Linked DNA regions of Triticum aestivum: region 1 is linked to region 2. A link is a contact called in public Hi-C data. All regions are on one chromosome and are shown on one strand. Each heading gives the region's core, a stretch centred on a gene start, on an enhancer-like site or on the middle of the called end of the contact. The rest is flanking DNA. Distances are from core to core; before and after follow the strand shown. Region 1 holds the start of LOC123097594 (phospholipid-transporting ATPase 1). Region 2 holds the start of LOC123097592 (NAC domain-containing protein 92).

Region 1 (5,395 bases), core at 1,117-3,616, 830 kb before region 2:
TAAATGTTCTGCATAGTGGAACAGCTCGCTTTTGCCTTTTGGGCTTAAAAAGGGGAGGAAAGCTCATTCAAAAGTTTGACTCGATCAGTGGCATAACAAATCAGTAATGAACAGTATCATTGCACGTACTTGTCATGTAACCATCAAAAGATGTTCTTTCTTTTCACCGGTTATCTAACTATCGAAATGTGTCAGTGCTTGTATCTTGCGTGCTGCAGAACTCGCGTGCTCATTTCTAGTTCGGCGTGTGGATGCAGAAACTTCAAATTCTGCATACGTGTACCCAAAATAACCATGGCGATCACCCTAGCACGCAACACACCGGCGAGTGACATGTCTTCGAATAGTAGTACTACTAGTTTTCTTACGGTCAGATAATGCCAACCCCGCCGCTCAAAATCGGTGATTAGTCAACCAAGCTTACCGCTGGTGAAAATTTCAACCAAAACTAACATTTGCTTACCTTGCACGGCATGTCCGTCCTCCTCGCCGCCGTCGGTCTCGCTGAAGTCGCGGCCTTGCACGCTGGCGCAGCGGAACTCCATCCGATTCTGCGTGAGCGTGCCGGTCTTGTCGGAGAAGACGTACTTGATCTGCCCCAGGTCCTCGTTGATGTTGAGCGCCCGGCATTGGAACCTGGCCTGGCTCTTCTCGTCGAACATGCGGTTGTCCTGCACCATGAAGTATGCCTGCCCCACCCTGATGAGCTCCATGGATATGATGAGCCCGATGGGGATCATCACCTGGAACTGGATCACCGCCGACATGAACGTGAACACCACCTGCGCGCCCGTGCCGTACCAGTTGTACCTCCCGTCGTCGTGCGCAGCAGCCCCCGAGTAGTCGTATTTGTGGAAAAAGGGGATGATGCCGAGCTGATCGACATGGTCACCCATCCAGATGCCGGCGAGGAGAGACACCACCGAGCAGAGGACGACCAGAGCCACGGCGAGCGCGATGATTTCGCGGTTCATGTGCGTCTCGAGGCGGCTGCGCTTGGATGGCGCACCCGAGCTGTTGAGCACGACCTTGGTGTCCCGGCCGGTGTACACCGCCACCCCGATGGCCCAGACCGTATTCTTGAGCTCGCAGCCGCGGAGCATGACGTTGGAGGTGCCGAGGGAGATGGCGCGGCGGCCGTTGAGGTCCACGGTGGCGAGGAAGCCGTAGATGTTGCGGTTGGGTTTCTCGCACTTGATGACACCGGCGAGCGCCTCCGGCGGCGTGGACATGGTTTCCTGCTTGGCGTAGCGCGTCTTGAGGTTGGACTCGCCGTCGAGGTTGATGGTCTGGATGTAGGCCACGCCGGTGGGGTCGCTCGTGGACACAAGAACCATGTCGCACGGCAGCGTCTCGTTAGCCACGAGACGCACCACGTCGCCGACCTGAATGTCCTTCCACCGCTTCGGCCGGAACACGCCGTCCGCGAGCACAGACGCCGTGCGGTTGTTCTCATTCTTGTCTGACCGGTGCCGCCTCCAGTCCTCGTACGCGTCCTTCACTGCCGTGACGCCGAGCACGAAGGCCAGCGGCAGAACGCCCGCTTCCTTGGACAGCACGAGGAGTTGCGGCACGAAGTTGAGCACCGCCAGGATGAGGAAGTAGATGTAGGCCACCCTGTGGAACTGCTCGTAGAGGTTGCGCGGGATGAAGGTGAGGACGGAGTACTTGGAGGTGCGGATGGAGTTGTCCGGGAACATGGCCGGCGGCGCGTTGGTGCGCGGCGCGTCGTTGATGTAGACGAATCGCGCGTCCTCGTCGCGGAGGTCCCGCTGCGAGCCGGCACGCTCGGACGCGGATCGCCTGGTGGACGACCGCGAGACGCTGGACGGCCTCGACCGGGCCGTCCGGAAGCTGTCGAAGGACGGCGAGGTGGATTCCGGCTTGGAGGGCGACCGGAAGTCGGCCGCGAAGGTGACGGACGACGTGTCTGCCGCCGACCGCAGCGAGCGCGATATCGACGGCGAGTGCTTCAGTATCGGCGACGGCACCGGGTCCGGCAGCCTGGCGTGCGGGTCCATGTCTGTTCCCGTCGCTTGCTGCGGCCGTTGCGGCAGCGGGGCCAACGATGGATGTGGCGGCGGCAATTTCCCGTCTGGCCGCATGCTTGTGTACGGACGTCGAAGAGTACGTATACTAACTAAAGCACCCAGCTGATAAAGATTGGATTTAGGCAAGCGAGGAACAAGAAGGGATGAGTACTTGATTTGTCTGCACTGGAGTTAACGAGATCGGCCAAAGGTTTTGGAGGGACCGCTTGGTCGTTTGCGCGAGACAGGCGGGGAGTTCGAAGGAGATGATGGAGTAGGTCTGCAGACTGCAGCTGTGTTATCAATTCGCGGGGAAGGAGAGGAGAAGCTTTGCTGCGAGTGCGAGTGCGAGTGCGACGGCCAGAGGGAGTGACTGCGGAATACTCCCTCCCTCTCTTCCAGATGGAAAATGGTCAGGGGCGGCGGAATACTCCCACTCTTCCAGAAATGAGATGGAAAATAGTCAGGGACGGCGGGTGCTCAGATTGGACCGGAAGGCGTCAGGTGCTGATGCGCATGGACCGAGTCCAGGGGGTTAACGAGGGGGCGGTCGTGGGCCCCGGATTTTGCTACCTTCTTTGTTAGATTTTTCTTAGAGTAACTTAATTAATGTCATGCATATGACACTAGTCTATATTATCATCTTTATATAATGTAATGTAAAGTGTCTTAGAAGTATTTATTAGCTTGTAGACTCAACTTTTATTGGAGAGCGCTGTGTGATAGTAACTTCTAAAACTAAGACTTGCAGGGGAACCTGGGCTCTCTCAGAGCTTAGAGCATTTTGGCCGTCGGATCGTTTTGCTTGATGCGTTTGAGCTGTAGGATCCCCCTCCCGATCGATCTTGTCCGCCGGATAAAAACTGAGCACTCTATCAACGAATAGTGCACCCTCCGGCGAAAATATCATGTGCCACCGTGTGTAATTTCCATGCCCCGCCGAGGGTACGAGTGGTATTTCGCGTGATCCATTGTGACGTGCCTTACACCGATTTGCTGCTCCATCCCCAATCGGGGGAGATGCTAGGGTTTGGTCTCTCTTCTCTCATTCTTCTCTCTCTCACTCCCCGAATCTCTATTTGGCGCCGCCGCCGCCATTGACATCGACCGCAACCACCCGCTGCCATCAGTTCCAGTCTCGCCGCCCTCCCCCGCCGCTCCTCCTTCTCCTCCATTGCCGGGAGAGGCTCGGCCTCGCTCGGGCCGCTGCTCCTCCGTGGAGTCCGCGCGTCTGCGTTGTCAGGATGAGTGGAGGTTGCAGCTCGTGCACTCTGCTCCTCCCTGGACCGCAGCACAGACGGGCGAAGACGTCGATCCCGCTCTGTGCGTCCCCGACGTCATCGCTGCTGACTCTTCTCCACCCCCTTTGGCGCTCCTCGTTCGGTGTTCTTGGTGAGCACCAGGCCCTTCTACCCTGCCGCCGGCGCCGCCTCCTTGCAAGATCCCGGCAACGGTGGGCTCCCCCACCCTTCCCTCCCACCACCGCTGTCGGTGTGAAAACCAACAGACCTCGAGGTAGGGGGTCCCGAGCTGTGGATCTCAGACGGATGGCAACAGGAACAAGGAGACGATGTTAACCAGGTTCGGTCCCTCTTGATGGACGTAAAACCCTACGTCCTGCCCTTTTTTATATTGATATAGATGTATCGAGTACAGAGTTGATCTACCTCGAGATCATAAGATGTGTTCTAACCCTAGAGCTAGGTGAATGAGATTGCGCTGATGTCCCGTCCGCGGGCTAGACCCTATGGCTTATATACACGTCAGGTAGGGTATCTAGGGCTACAAGGTCGGCATCTTGGCGTGGAGGCGGCAGGAAAGTCTTGGAGTATATGACAAGTCTTCGGTTGATGCAGTCTCGGCCATGCCTCTAGTGTGCAGCTTCTGGAGTCCATCTTGAGAAGAATGAGGGCACATCAGCCCAACCCGAGGAGTATGGGCCGACTAGGTTAGTACCCCCTAGTCCAGGACGCCATCAGTAGCCCCCGGACTGGTCTTCTATGCCGAGGAAGATTCCCTTGATGAACACAACCTCGGATCCGAAGTCCTTGGCTTGACAGACGAGTTCCCTTTGTGACTTCAAGACTCCCGAACCGCCCTTTATAGGAGTGGTGTCTTATAAACAAGACCTAGCCGAGCTCACACCTTGCCCAAAGAGTAGGGGTAACTTAGCCTCGAAGGCCGACCACGTAGGTGTGAATAGTGCCACCTAGTATGACAACTATATCGAAGCGGCGCATCCCACAACGGGTCAGGCAGTTACTGCTTACCCCAAATCATGGCCCGAGGCGGCCTTTTTACTGGCGCGTCCCATCAAGGCGGAGATCGTGCCCGTTTTCTTAGGGATATCATCAAGATTTTGTTTCCCCCCATACGCACAACGGCATCTTTCGGGGGGAGTGGCATTTTTATCGACGTAGCAAATGGGGGACTCTTGGCCTCTCATTAGCCTATAAGAGTAAGAAATCAACAGCGCAAAAAAGCACGCTCTCATTTCCCCCGCCAGCTGCCTTCTCAAGCTCTAGCACCCAGATCCAATCTCGCTCTCTTCCTTAATCGCATCCAAGCTTTCCTCACCCCACCATGGCCGACACCCTCAAAGGGCACTAGGGTGGGTCCACCGTGACAGATGACACCATCTTGGAGCTGCGTAGTGCGGGATACCTCCCTGCCAACATTGGTGCCCGCGCTCCTGGCACCGACCGGCAGGTGCCCGCTCCAAACCCAGGGGAGCGGGTAGTCTTCGTTCCCCACCTCATCCGAGGCCTAGGGTTCCTGCTGCACCCGTTCATGTGCGAGATGACGTTTTACTGCGGGCTCGACTTCCACCACATGGCGCCGAACTCCATTCTCCACCTCACCTCCTTCATCACGGTCTGTGAGGCCTTCCACCGTATCAAGCCGCACTTCAGCCTGTGGCTGAAGATCTTCGGCATCAAGCTGAAGTCCAGCGGCTCCGATATGGCGGAGTGCGGATGGGGCCATGGTTAGCAAAACCAGAATGCCGACTCGTTCAAAGGCACCTTCAACGAGACAGTCAAGGAATGGCAGCGTGAGTGGTTTTATATCACTAAGCCGCTTGCCCCCGGCCAAACCGAAGTCCTGGCCTTTTGGGCCGGGCCCCCAAGGAAGCTCAAGTCCTGGAAGGAGAAGGGCGTCATCTGGGGGAACCCAAAGGAGGTGGAGACACTGATCAAGAAGATCAAGTGGTGGTCTACCAAGAAGGACCTCCAGCTCGCCGACGTAGTCAACGTCATGCTTCACCGCCGCATTCTCCCACTCCAACTCCGGGCCACCCTGATGTGGGAGCATAAATACGAGGAAGTGGGGCCCGTCCTCAACTTCTTCCGCTCCAACTTGGCCGG
Region 2 (5,822 bases), core at 3,185-5,684:
ATTATAGTGATTTCTTATGTCTAAAAGTAGAGTTTCTTTCTGGGGACAAAAGTAGCACAGCACATATCTATCTCTCACAAGCCAAACAAGTCAAGCGTAGAATCATAGAGACCGTGTGGGAACACAACATTCCTGTCAAGGTGGATTGCAAACTTTATGAAAAAGGTACCTCATCTCACTCGAAAAGTATGTGGAGAGTCCATATCAGCCATTACTCCTGGATCCCATTTTGCTATGCCAAATCTTTCTCTTGCTACTACTAAAAGTGCAAGGTGTAGATGTTAAGCCAGTAATCTAGAGGCAGATGCGATGTAGCGGTCTCAGATTAGTGTGTGTCCTGTCTACTTCTTGAAGTGCTCCTGTGTCGCTGGTCCACTGGACAGAGAAAACAGAGGAGAACCAGCCACCAGTTTCTACTACTCTTTTGATAGCCGATGAACTAACTCGAGGTGTGAACCGCATCGTCGTACTACTAGTTGTAAATCGTTGTGCAGCATTATCTCAGCGGCCGATACCGTTTTGTGCCAACGCTTTGTGGTTGCTGGATCACCAAATGAAACTTTGGTCTGCCGGGATGCAAGACCTTGGACCGGGAGTAGCGTTGGTGGCCTGTGGGTGTTGGTAGTTAGTGGTCACGTCCCAAACGATCCCTGATATCTAATCTGATGCAGAAACGAATGCTTATTATAGATGCTTGTGTGAAAAGAAAAGAAAACATGGAAACGGAAGAGGCCCCACGTCAACCGCCACTGGCTGTGTCTTGTCAAATCACCGGATAAAATGGGTACAAAATCCGCGCCCTAATCAACAGACTGAAAGCAACCTGCACCTGGACATCCACATCGGATTAATTAACCAAATCCTTAGGGAAATAAATTAATCGAGGATCCTTAGGGGCAACATGGGTGATGCACCCTCCTACCCTTCCTGACCATCTTTGTTTGTTTAGACTAGCCACAATGGGTAGTAACATAGAGTAGTAACATGTACTCCCTCCATTTCAAAATATAGTACGCCCGCGCTTCCCCAGGTCGAACTTTGACCATAAATTTAACGAACGAGGCCGACTGCGGCGGGTGAAAAAATTACATAATTAAAAACTTCTTTCGAATACGAATTCACTGATATAATTTTTTCTCCCGCCGCAATCGGTCTTGGTAGTTAAATTTACGGTCAAAGAGGAAGCACTACATTGTGGAATGGAGGGAGTACTACCTCTATAGTGGGAAGTAACATATGCGTGGTAACATGCAATACTTCATTTATTATGCTATAAACTCATCTTGCTTTGATATGTGTGATGTTACAGTAACTAGCTAAGTTACTAGAACTACCTCTCTCTTCATTAACTCATTGCCACATAGACAAATTTGCTGAGTTGGACTTGAAGTTACTGCTGAAGTTACTCCCACTGTGGCTAGTCTTAGACCTCCCTCTTCCTCCCTGCGATAATTGACGAGGAGTTAAACAACTTGTTGGCTAACCTATAACTATAGCAAGGGGAGGGAGAAGGAGAAAAGGTGCCACTGGCGGTGGAGCCTAAAGTTGTGACGTCACTGCGCCTCTGCGACTTGGACAGCTAATGATCCAATCCGAGTTCCGGGAGCCCAAGGACCCACCCACGATATTAGTTTTCATGAGTCTAGCTTAGCCTTTCCTTGTTTTTTAAGGGGCAACCCAGAATATTCGCCAAGCGGACGTCCGTAATAAACTACTAGTACTACTCTAAATTTGAATAAATATTTCCATGTGTCGCAGCAGCACTACTCTGAATGAATGAATGGATGAATGATTGTTTCACTAGAAAGAAAAAGGAATGGATGGAAGATTCCTGCTGATCCTCGCATCCTTTTCCTTGCTGCACCGCCTTCGTCTTGGCCGGGTTTTGATGCACGAAGGAAGCGAGCGCGTGGGAACAGCGAATAGATCGCCGCGAAACTCGCCACGGCTTGCGTCCACCGGAAAGCAAGTGGTTCCCGGCGCGCCTCACCTCTGTATGTGTCTGTGTGTGCTGTGCGCGCACGCAAAATCGAGGGCGAGCGAGCGGCTGGCCCGTCCCGTCCCGCTCGTCGCCGTCGGCCGCCGTGTGTGTGAGCGACAAGTTTTCGCCCCCCCCCCCCCCCCCCCCCCCACCCCGCGTCGAGCTGGGGTTGGTTGATCGCTTGGAGCCTTGGAGACACGAGAGAGCCGGGGCGGGCCGAGGGTTTTCCGAAACGAGATAAGGCTGCAGCTTGTACGTAGCCTACCTCGGCGCCTAGCAGGAGTACGTCTATGTGTGTCGAGTTCACCAACTGGACGCCATGACCACGACGTGGTCCGGGAATAATCGGACGATCCAACCAAGCCCGCGGTGGCCCCATCCGTCGGCCCAAAACCATGATCCACCCATATCTCCCCTTGCTAGATTTCGGAAGGTCCCCATGAGCAGCACCAGAACTGGTACTAGTGCCTCTCGTCTCGTCGAGTTGCGCCCACAAAGGAGTAACCCAGCGATTAATTAACAAGCTTAAAGCGGTACAGAGAGAACACAAAGCATCCATTCACATAGTGACATGTCAAACTCAAGCAATTAATGATCAATGGTGGTACATGTACATACAAAGCTAGTAGCGCTAGCTGGCTGGCTCATCAACGGCGCCCAAATTAATCGATTCACAAATGGATCTGAAGTCGTCCCCCCTAATCTACACACATTAATTGTATACTCCATCTCATGCTGCTACTGCTAGTAATTAATCACAATCAGAATAGTTGTAGTGATATGTACACACAGATCAAGATATGAACCTAGGACTAATTAATTTAATTAACATAATTAAGGAAGCCTATAGCTAGCTAATCCCTGGAGGTCTGTCTGTCTGTCTGGATAGTAACCTGATCCCACCCGAGAATCCTCCGGAAAGAAGATGATGCTGCATCAGCAAACCACTAACCAGCATCACACACCAAGTTAAGTAATCCAATTCAGTAATTAATCAACGAGCCAGAACCGATCGAGCGAGAATCATGTGGATGTGGTAGGTGCAGCTCCGGCCGGCTTCAGTACTTCCAAATGTCGGCGAGGTTCAGGGCGGGGTACTCGTCGAATTGGTCAAGGAAGTCTTGATTCTGAGACGACGGTGTCGCCGCCGACGAGATCTCCGCGCAACCGGCGGCGTTGGGGTCGGTGCTCAGCCCGGTCTCGCGTGACGGGCTGAGCGCAGACGTCTGCCCCGAGACCTGCTCCGCCTTGCAGTACCTCCGGATCGCCGGCGACATGTCGCCGGAGTTAGCGGCCGGCAGAGAGAAGTACGGGCTCGAGTACATCATGTGCGGCGGCTGCTGCGGCATGTGCTGTTCCATCTTAACCTGCAGCCCGGAATGGGCACCGGTGGCGTAGGCAGAGGTGGACTTGAAATCGATGACTTCGTCGACGTCGCCGCCCAAGGGAGGGTCCATGAGGGGCGGCAGCTCCCCAGAGTCAAGGAAGTCACCGATGAAGCCGAAGGAGCTGACTCGCTCGATCCCGGCCTCCGCCGCTGCCATTGCCCCGTTGGTGGCCGTGAGCTCTTTGTTGAACACCTTGGACACGGCCCACTCGTCCTGCACGCAAATCATATCATATTTAGCAAATCATGTATGAACCCAGAAAGAAATTAAGGAGAGAAATACTTAATAATGAATCCGGAAGGAGCGAAAGCAAACCTTGGCGGAGCGCGGGAGCGGGTGGGGGAGCTTGCCCTCGAGGCGGAACTCGTGCATGACCCAGCCGGTCTTCTCGCCGCGGGGGGCGCGGCCTAGGTAGAAGACGAGCGTCTTCTTCATTCCGACAAGGACGCCCCTCCCCCGGAAGATCTCCTTGTCCTTGCCGGTGGCCTTCCAGTAGCCGCTCTCGGTGGCGCGGTTCGTCCTCGTCCCCGTCGGGTACTTGCGGTCTTTGTGGCAAAAGAAGTACCACTCCTTCTCTCCCATCTTCGCCTTGCCTGTCCGGACGAAACACGCGAGTAAGTAAGGCAAGATTCCCGCGGCCGGTGGGGCTGGGATCAAGCAAGATGAGAGAAAGTGCAAAGGAGCAGTTTAATTTGGGTGTGTTGTGTACCTGGGAGATGCCATGGCTCGCACTTGTTGAGGTCGACCTCGCCGATGACGCCGGAGCAGAAGCGGTGGTCGAGCGCCTTGGGGGTGAGGTAGTGCGAGATGATCTCCTCGTCCGTGGGGTGGAACCGGAAGCCCGGCGGCAGGTCCAGCCCGGCCGCCGCCGCCGCGTCCTCCACCTCCGCCTGGTTTAAAACCGACGCCTCAGACATCTCCGCGCGCGCGTGCCCCAACTTTGAAGCAAACTAGCAAGAAGAAGAGGAAATGGACGCCGAGAGAGAGAGAGAGGAGCGAGAGGAAGAGGGAGAGGCGTGTGTGAAAGAGGGAGAGAGAGGCGGGTTTAGGAACAAGGAAGAGAGACTGGGCCGGGGGGAGGAACCGAGGGCCGGCTTATATAAGGCTCCACGCGGTCACTCCCAGAGAGAGAGAGAGAGAGAGAGAGAGGCGTGCCGCGTGCGGAGGCGGCTTGCGAGCCAAGACCCCTCCCGTCTTTCACTTCTTACCGCGCGCAGTTGTGGGTGTGGCCCGTAAGCAACTCTAATTACTTGTCCTAATCTTAATGGCTCTTGATTCATCCTCTTCCTTAGGCCCCAACCCCAACTCTCTCACATTCAGAGTATTTTCTCCTCCTCCACCGGCCGGTGTCCTGTCCCGTGGAATGAATATTCACGTCCGATCACGGCTAACGCGGCAATCATGCGTTGGACAGAACCTGACTTCTTCTTATATTAAATATAAACCCACAGTAGTACTAGTAGTTCATATATATACACATTGATTTAATGTTGGTTTCATTACCTGACTTTGGAAGGAAACCGGCATATCCCCACACCCACATGCAGCGAGAAGAATTCAACCCATCCGCGCTGGGCCACAACGCGAGAAACATAGATTAGTAACACTAACCACATCCAGTTTTTTTCCACTCAAATCAAAGGATGATCAGAGGTTGCTATGGCAGCTTATTTGTAACTCTCGCGGAGTCCACACATCCAGTTCACGTCAGATATTGATCCGTGGTTGTCCCGTTCCCTTCTGCTTTCTCATCCGCATCTTTTTAGTTCGAGACTTTCTTGGGTTGTTTGTTTATTACAGGAGCGACGTGCCATCCAGAGAGCCCGCGACCACGACAATTTTCTGCAAAGATACGCGCGCGCTTTGCCTCGCGGCCCAACTGAAAAGCGATGAGCATCCGACTCGCCGAGCAGGGTTTCCCTTTCCCAAGTGGACGGGACACGCTGGGTGCCATCATCGGGGAGCGGTCCCAAAGTTTTCAACCTTTCACTCATCAAGCGGTATACATCTCCCGCTTTAAAAGGAAGGCGAAATGGTGACGCGCTCCTGTTGTGGCCTTGTTTGCTCCACATCGTGATAGAGACATAGCTGATTTTTATTTCCCTGCACAGCAGTGATACCTCTTGCAGTCCGGGTGTTCGACGTTGTGGCCAATTTTTTTGCTTAATTTTTCAGTGTCTTTTTGAACATTTAAGGCCTGTTCGGTATCTCTCCAGTTTCAAAACTCCGCTCCGTGCTAGGAGCTGGATCCGAGCCGCTCCATGCGATTGCACTGCCGCTCCCTCCGCTCCGGGAGTTGCAGCTGTGGAGCAGAGTGGATCCGAACAGGGGGTTAGTATTGGGTATATCAACGGAGCTATGTTTGTGTTTCAGGTGAGTTTATTTTTAGCACATAACAATGAATAACTGCAATGGTTCTTAAAGGACCTCAACAGCTAGCAAACCTTCGTCGG

What was found. Hi-C and Micro-C count contacts between places; a contact is called where the count stands out from the background.
Region 1: a Hi-C map of leaf shows a contact between it and region 2, with 4 times the contacts expected there. The contact joins the promoter of LOC123097594 here to the promoter of LOC123097592 in region 2. A contact is called at or near these places in 3 of 5 Hi-C or Micro-C datasets (all in leaf).

What each region holds. Positions count from the first base shown.
Region 1 is chr4D:306,219,345-306,224,739 of IWGSC CS RefSeq v2.1, reverse strand. LOC123097594 (phospholipid-transporting ATPase 1) reads right to left here and starts at 2,366. Exons shown (of 7, transcript XM_044519375.1): 1 at 464-2,366. The coding sequence starts at 2,105.
Region 2 is chr4D:305,393,742-305,399,563 of IWGSC CS RefSeq v2.1, reverse strand. It overlaps LOC123097592 (NAC domain-containing protein 92), which reads right to left and starts at 4,434. Exons shown (of 3, transcript XM_044519374.1): 1 at 4,079-4,434; 2 at 3,685-3,962; 3 at 2,540-3,582. The coding sequence starts at 4,286. The coding sequence ends at 3,040.